Regions from separate parts of the Siniperca chuatsi genome. Here region 2 is linked to region 1. Evidence: chromatin contacts called from public Hi-C data. All regions are on one chromosome and are shown on one strand. The core of a region is the stretch at or near the end of the contact, and the rest is flanking DNA. Distances in the headings are between cores, read along the strand shown. Region 1 overlaps slmapa (sarcolemma associated protein a). Region 2 overlaps dennd6aa (DENN/MADD domain containing 6Aa).

What was found. A called contact is a pair of places that touch in the nucleus more often than the background predicts.
Region 2: a Hi-C map of liver shows a contact between it and region 1, with 5 times the contacts expected there. The contact joins two enhancer-like sites. A contact is called at or near these places in 3 of 3 Hi-C or Micro-C datasets (liver, skeletal muscle and an unstated tissue).

The regions. Positions count from the first base shown.
Region 1 is chrLG2:6,172,758-6,176,477 of ASM2008510v1, forward strand. slmapa (sarcolemma associated protein a) reads right to left here. Exons shown (of 25, transcript XM_044210363.1): 4 at 2,165-2,201. Among protein-coding and RNA genes, the nearest start is that of slmapa, 36 kb to the right of the region's middle. Within about 2 kb of position 1,839, the one cell type or tissue checked has an H3K27ac peak away from gene starts, as active enhancers do. A contact at or near this core is called in liver, where this site is marked.
Region 2 is chrLG2:6,222,093-6,225,994 of ASM2008510v1, forward strand. dennd6aa (DENN/MADD domain containing 6Aa) reads left to right here. Exons shown (of 19, transcript XM_044210374.1): 4 at 871-983; 5 at 1,137-1,217; 6 at 1,465-1,570; 7 at 2,793-2,872; 8 at 3,519-3,578; 9 at 3,797-3,852. Among protein-coding and RNA genes, the nearest start is that of dennd6aa, 8.2 kb to the left of the region's middle. Within about 2 kb of position 2,634, the one cell type or tissue checked has an H3K27ac peak away from gene starts, as active enhancers do. A contact at or near this core is called in liver, where this site is marked.

The sequences.
Region 1 (3,720 bases), core at 589-3,088:
CGATAGATTAATCGACAATGAAAATAATTAGTGATTAGTAATTAGTGAGCTTTAGAGGTGTTGGTAGTTGTATTTCTGAACTTAGGATAGAGCCAGGCTAACAGTTTCCCCCATTCATAAGGGCTGTGTATTTATGTCTGTGTATGTTGCCTATATCAAGTTTACCACAGGTGGCAGTATAGGTTAGTGTGGTAGGTGAAGTCTATATGGGCACAGGTGTAACAGACAGTCTAATCATGCACGGGTGATGGGGAGGTCTTGTGTTTTTTTACCGCCTCGCACGCTTCAGGCAACCACACCAGAAAGCCAAGCCAGTCATGATATCATTACCAGGTTTGTTTGCAATATAAAAGTCATGTTTTGCTGTGAACTAAAATCTCCATTAAATGGGAACCTCACACAACAGTAAATACTGCCTGGACATCCACTCACTGAAGCACGTCAAAAATAAGGACTGCCCGCACCTAGCCGGGTGGCTAACTGCTGGTCAGGATAGTCGCTACACCCCCTGTTTCCAGTCTTTATGCTAAGTTAAGCTAACTAAGTCCTGACTCCAGCTATGTAGACATGAGACAGATATCTATCTGAACATCTAAGCTTATTTCCCAAAATGTTGACCTACTACAATTTTGAGTAACTATTGTGAAACCACAGCTACATGTAGTGTTGTCCAAAAACTACACTCATTCACATTCTGCCTGTGCATTCAATACATTTCCTCATTAAGTCAATGTGACAGCCTGGGTGTGTGTGTGTCTGAGTGTGTGTGTGTGTGTCTTTCTTTTGAGACCCGGGAGGTGCAAGGATTCTGCTGTAGGACACTTAATTATGTTAGAGAAGTGGTTCAAATCTAATCACAGCTCCTCCCTGACACAGACACGGCACACCGTCAGCTCTAGCCTACATTCCTCAGACAGGTTACACTGAGGCCCTGTTGTTTTTACTGTTGGAGGGAAACACAGAAAAGGGCGAGGCAGAAGAGAAACCTAACATGGTAAAGCATGGTAAAGGACAGTTTGGAATTAACCTGGCAATGTACCGTACGATATCAAATGATACAGTACGCAGCTGTACAAGAATTTCTAAATAAATAACATCTAAATAAAATACAGTAAAACAAATTCCATTTATCAGGAAGTGTCAAGTAAAAGAGATTATAAATCTGTTCTTGTGACCCCAAAGCAACAGGATTTCAACCTATATAGAGAACGTCACATCTCCTGTATACAGTATCACAACCCAGTTTCAGCTCCGGACAGAGAACAAGACAAATTGTGTTCTTGTGTTGTGTAGCAGGCTGCTATCTGGCTAATGCTATGTTCACACTAGCACTTTTTTTTTTATAGATGGAACAGGAATTGTGGGGAGAGAGAAGGGGAAAGGAAATGGTGAAGCAAAAACATATGATTGGTTGATGCTTCACAGCGTCATTGGAGCGCTGAAAAGGCCAGCTCAGCTTTGAATCTACCACACCTGTCATGCAGCGACAAGTGTCGGGCGTGAGTTTGTAGCTTCATGTCACCGGCTTCCATTGAAAATGACTTGTAGCCTGTTGCTCACCAGTAGTCTGAACACAGCGTTAGTATGACCATCGGCTCTGCCTCTGATAAAACACCGATGTTACTGCTTTATGCAAGATTTGCTTGGCTGTACTGAAATAAGGTCTCCATCTACATTGACGGTTACCAGAACAGTGTTCTGTCAAATTAATGCAAAACCATGAAACTAAAAAAAAAAAAAACAAAATATAAATGTCTCCCTTTTGGTTTTTTGTTTTTTTTTTCCTCAAAGAAGAACACAGGACAAGGGATGTACAGAGCAAATATGTATGCTGCAGCAGACCAAAAAAATGCAATTTAATTGGACTAAATAGTTTTGGAGACACCTAAAGACACAAAGCACTCCGAGTGAACGGTGGGAAAAAAAACTGCCCCCTGATCCACATGAAAGAAACTGGCAGCTATCCCTGCATTCCTCCATCAGCTGACTACTCTACTCTACTCTACTCTGTGTGTGTGTGTGTGTGTGCGTGCACAAAGACTAGTTGCACACAACACACAAACTCAGCTCCATCACTGAGGAGCATGCATACATCAAAATCTGAGACGGAGACAAACAATTTGCACATGGGACAGAACAACACCACACACATTTCTGTTCTTACCTTGTCTACAGGTAGTGGTAACGGAGCCTGGATGACACTGAAAGAGGAAGAGAGAGGAGAAAACAGTTTGTCACCATGGAAACAGCAGGGATGGAAGACACATGGAGTAACCACGGCGACAGAAGGAAATAAAATGGTTCTTGAAGGTCTTGTAACACTTTTTTTCACCTCCTTGTTAAATAAAAACCTCATCATAGCACATCAAAAAGTCATTCATGTGAGAAATCTAATCTCTACTTCCTTATTTTCCATTAATTCATTTTTTCCCCCTTTTACCAATTTGATTAATCGGCTAGCTTAATTCCCAGACTCAATATCAGCTTCAACTAGAGCCTCAAAAAAACTGACACACAGACACACAAACAACTACAGCCTCAAAAAGGAACGTCAAGTTCAATCAACACCTGTGATGGTCACAACAAAACCAAAACGCTATGAGCACAGAGGAACCACTGAACAGGCTTCAGGCTAGAGGGTGAGTCCAGCAGGTAAACACTGCAGTGGCTGTTAAGTGTGTAAATCAGCGTGTTGAAGTGACTGAACATCAAACAGTGGTCAATAAGCTAACAGGGATTCCTCACACAGAGAAGCCTGAGGCCAGTTTTCAGATGCAGAATGAGCCTGTAGACAGCTTTACGCATGGCAAGTCATACAATGTTTGCCTTTAGCTAGCTCAGCCAATCACAACAATGCACCAATAATGTAGCAGTCAATCAGGGCCCAAGAGTACATTACATAAAGCTCTCTACACATGATCAGCAAGGTGCAGAGCTCAGTGCGCAGACTGAGTGTATCGTAGGTTTAGATCACCATGTAGCAAGAAAAGCACAGACAAATTTGAAAAACAGAAGAATGAGCTTTTCTTTACAATGCTGGCAATGATCTTCTTTCAGGAGGAAGATGGGTAAGAGCCTGATGATCAAGAAGGATTTAGGTGCATTAAACCTTTTTGTCAATTTCATCCATCACAAGTTGCTGTTGCTGACAGCTGTCATTTCACTGGTTAAAGGTTGAAACTGAATCATAAATTTGTATACTTTTAAATCATATAAAAAATAATAAAAGTCCAATCAATCAATTCACTCTCAAACTCTGAAGTGCTGATAGAACACTATATATTTATTGTTAATCATGACATTTATTTTAAACACGCAACTCTTTCAAATAGGTGTAATTGTCAGTATTTTCACAACCCGTATAACAAGAACTGAGGTCTCTTCTTGAATGTATGGCAGCTATGTAAACTACAGAGATTAGCTCAGTTTATTTAGCTATGTACAGAATGCCATTGAATTAAATTAACCAGCCAACAAGCAACAAAAATATTTGATCAACAAAACTTAACAGTGCAGAATAATTCAGTTTTTACATATTTTCAAATGTACCACAGACTCTGGATAATTGTCATGTTCTCCATGTTATTTTGTTAGCAGTGCAGTTTGGAGCTACAATGACTGGTCAATTGATTAGCTGATCGAAATAAATTAACCAGCAACTTTTTTAATAGTCGTTTCATTGTTTGAGCCATTTTTAAGCAAGAATACCAAACATTTGAT
Region 2 (3,902 bases), core at 1,384-3,883, 50 kb after region 1:
AGTTGAGGTTCAACACGGCAGTTGGCCTTTTTCAGAAAACGGATCTCCTTAATGAGGCTGAGTATTTGACCCAAACCCAAGATCCCCTGGCTTGTTGCAAAAATAGCAATTTGGAGATTAATGTAGATAAGAGTAAAGGAATTATTATTTGTGACAAGCAGGATTTTATAACTGGGCATGTTGTACTTGATGACCAACTTGTTTAAACTTTTGAAAGTTTTACAGATGTTTTGGTACACTGCTGTCTGAGCTCTCAAAATACGAACCATGTTTTTGGAAAGAAATTTTGGAAAGAGTTTACAGAAGTCTGATTGAGAGTGTTGTAGCATTGCACATCTTGGTTTGGTCTGCAGACTTGGGAGTGACCTGGCTACAATAGTTGGCATGGCAGTTTGAGACTCTGAACTCTGGGAGGCAATAGGCTGCCTCTGGCAACCAAAATATTTTAAGGAAGTATTCTATCCCAAGTGCAGTCAGCATTTTGAATTCAAAAACTGTGCCACCAATCGGTATTTAATTTGATATTTTATTCTTTTAAATAAGTCTCTGAGTCTCTGACTTTGTTTGTTATTGTGTGTGTGTGTGTGTGTGTGTGTGTGTGTGTGTGTGTGTGTGTGTGTGTGTGTGTGTGTGTGTGTGTGTGTGATTTAATGCTTTTCTGCTCTCAATGCTAAATACACAAAGCTAGCTAGCTAGCTAAGTAATTTAACACAAAAAAAGAAAAGGTCTGATAAAACATATGCATTGAATAATAAAATATAATAAAGAAAAGTATATAAATTATGTCGTAGACAAAAAGTTCCTAATCCTACCCAATACCATGTATTGTGTTCCCATGGTAACCATACCATCACTCTGCTGTTTTCCCAGGTTGCCTTGGCGACACCCAGTTCTGCTTCCGCTTTCGTCAGGGTTCCAACAGGAAGTCATCACTCGGCTGCTTCCTGGAAACCACCGACCGGGACGCACCGCCCTGTCTGAAGGTTCCGACTCTCACACACACACACACACACACACACACACACACACACCCCACTACAGACCCACATATATAAACATGCTGCAGTGCATGTGACATACATGAATTGTTCGATTCTGATTCTCTGTGTGTGTGTCTGTGTATGTGTGTGCTGCAGAGGGAACAGGGGCATTACTATGGTTACGTGTACTTCCGTCAGGTGCGAGACAAATCCCTGAAGAGAGGATACTTCCAAAAGGTCAGTGTCAAAGTTCAGCTTCAATGCATCGAAAACTTGCCAACATATGTAGAACCATCAATGTAGAGTCAGACAAGACTCATAAATAAATCTGTATTTCCAAAAGACATTAAAAATGATAAAAGAAACGTTCAGAGGACACAGGTTTAACAGGAAACACTGATGTCATATAAAATGATGATATTAAAAACATGTGAATATAAATTCTGTGTGTGTGTGTGTGTGTGTGTCTACGGCCCTCTACCAGTCTCTGGTCCTGATCAGTAAGCTGCCCTATGTGACCTTCTTCCACTCCCTGTTGAAGATCATGGCTCCAGAATACTTCGAGAAACAGGAGCCCTGTCTGGAGGCTGGTCAGTCTGATTACCTTTCTCTGTCTGTTTGTCTCTACCTGCCTGTCTGTCTGTCAGTATCTGCCAGTCTGTCTCTACCTGCAAACAAACGCTCATAAAGAGAGACTGTGAGTGTCGTGTCTCGACTCCTGCTGGTTCAGAGGTCTGCAGAAAAATCCAAACAAGCCTCAGGGCACACTTTACACCCCCATCATGATTTAAAAAATGTTTAATTTTGACACACAAGGCATCACATGCTCGGGCCACTTTGTGCTTAAGAAAAAAGCATGCCACTCTGACCACTGGCAGGAGCCTCAGGTCCTCAGAAGACAGACTTGTGGCTGTTCAAAGGTCCTGGCAGGAACCACAACTGATCATGCTTTTGTTGTTGTTGCCTCTCGAATCTGGAACAGCTTCTCAAAGTGTCACAGAAGCCAAATCAGTGCACATATTTAAAAGCATCTTAATGGGCCAGTTCACCCAAATTACAAAACATCTCAACCTCTGCTGTTATCTATCCATGCTGATAGTTTTGCTCTTGTCTGTCCAGGTTTTGAGAAATCTGTCTCTATGATTTCTGCCTCCACCACATTACAATGGAGGTGAAAGCAAGTAATTTTATGGTGCTCACAGCCATGAAAAATGACTTAAAAAAATAGAGTAACACATCTTTCCAGAAACAGTGTCCCTGTAACTCAGGGACACTGTTTTGTGGTTTGCACAAACAAAATTCAATTCACCTCCAGAGACAAATAAAACCAAAACTATTTGTGGAGAGAAACCACAAGAGGAAAGTTGCAAAAAACTTGTTTACTTTGGATTTTTCTTTCTTATAACTTTATAGTTTGTGGTTTGTAGAGTTTGTGTTAATGTTTTTATACACCATCTTGCCCATCTCTTCTTTTTTTCTCTCCTTGTTAACTACTTTGTAACTACAGTTTTGTGAAGTGATATATATACACTTCTCCCTCAAAACCTCTCTAAAACGGTTTCAACAGAAACCTGAATCTGTGTTGTCCCAGTTAAATAAACATTATTACTTCATGATAGTAGGGTCTATTGCAGGGCGGTTTTATTAGACTGTATTACTTTTAGCTAGGTTTACCTTTAAGAAACTAGCAACTGAGTGTATATAAACGTTATTTACTTACACTCAGTAAAGCTCTGTGAGAAAAGAGTGAATGCTTTGATCTGTATAAAGATTCTGACTCAGATCGCTGTTGTTTGTGTATTTGACTGACAGCTTGTAACGACATAGACCGCTGGCCGACGCCCCATCCTGGACGAATCCTCACGCTGCCCATTATGGGCGTGGTCATCAAGGTACACACACACACACACACACACACAGTAACTCTATGGGTGGAGACCAGTAGACGTTTCATTTTGACTTGTCACAGCAGGTAAAGCACAGGTGCAACTGATTCATTAATGATAGCTCATGCACTACATCAGGGCCCTGCAACTGGAACACTTAAATGGGATGCAGCCAATATTAGTGTAATTAGTTACACCCGTGTTTGATAAGTCAAAATGTCCTTCATGAGAAAAGCTTAGTTTCTTTTAAAAATACATTGCAGACTTTCTGAAGCTTTAGTTCTGAATGTGTTAAGTGTGTTGTGAACTGTGACTATTGGACTACGGTCTTCTTCCACAACCCCTCCACTCAAGAAAAACATTGCTCAGAACACAACCATGACTAAAGCCACCCACATTTATAGTACAATGTACTGTGTCCACTACATTTTTTATCATATTTTGGAGCATAAACAAGTAATGTGATGCCCAAAACACTATGACTGAGTGACTCATGACTCACGTTCTGTCCATGTGCAATCTACTATGACGCGTACGCTATTATCTGATCTTTGATTAAAGCAAGCCGAAGCAGTGTAGAGTGATAATCTGTGTTAAATGGGTTTCTGATGAGTGTTCAAACTGACTGTGTTGAATCTGTGTGCTGCTGCAGGTTCGCATCCCAACCTGTTATGACAAACCAGGAACGTCACAGCTGGTCCAGTCTGCCCAGGTTATCTCTCTCACACACACACACACACACACACACACACACACACACACACACACACACACACACACACACACACACACACACACAAAAAAATAGTGCTGTTTTCTAAGTGAAGGAGTTGTTCTTTCAACATTTGGTATTTTGTATTAATTTGTGTGTGAACATGCATTCAATTTGTGATTATTTCAGCTGAAAGAGATTGTCTGTCTGTTTTTCAGAGTGACAGTCAGGTGTCCATTGTGCTCCCAACCATCCATGAAGTCGACCTTTTCAGGTGAGACCTGCAGGTCACAGTGTTTTCCTTCTCCACAATACACTTGCTTG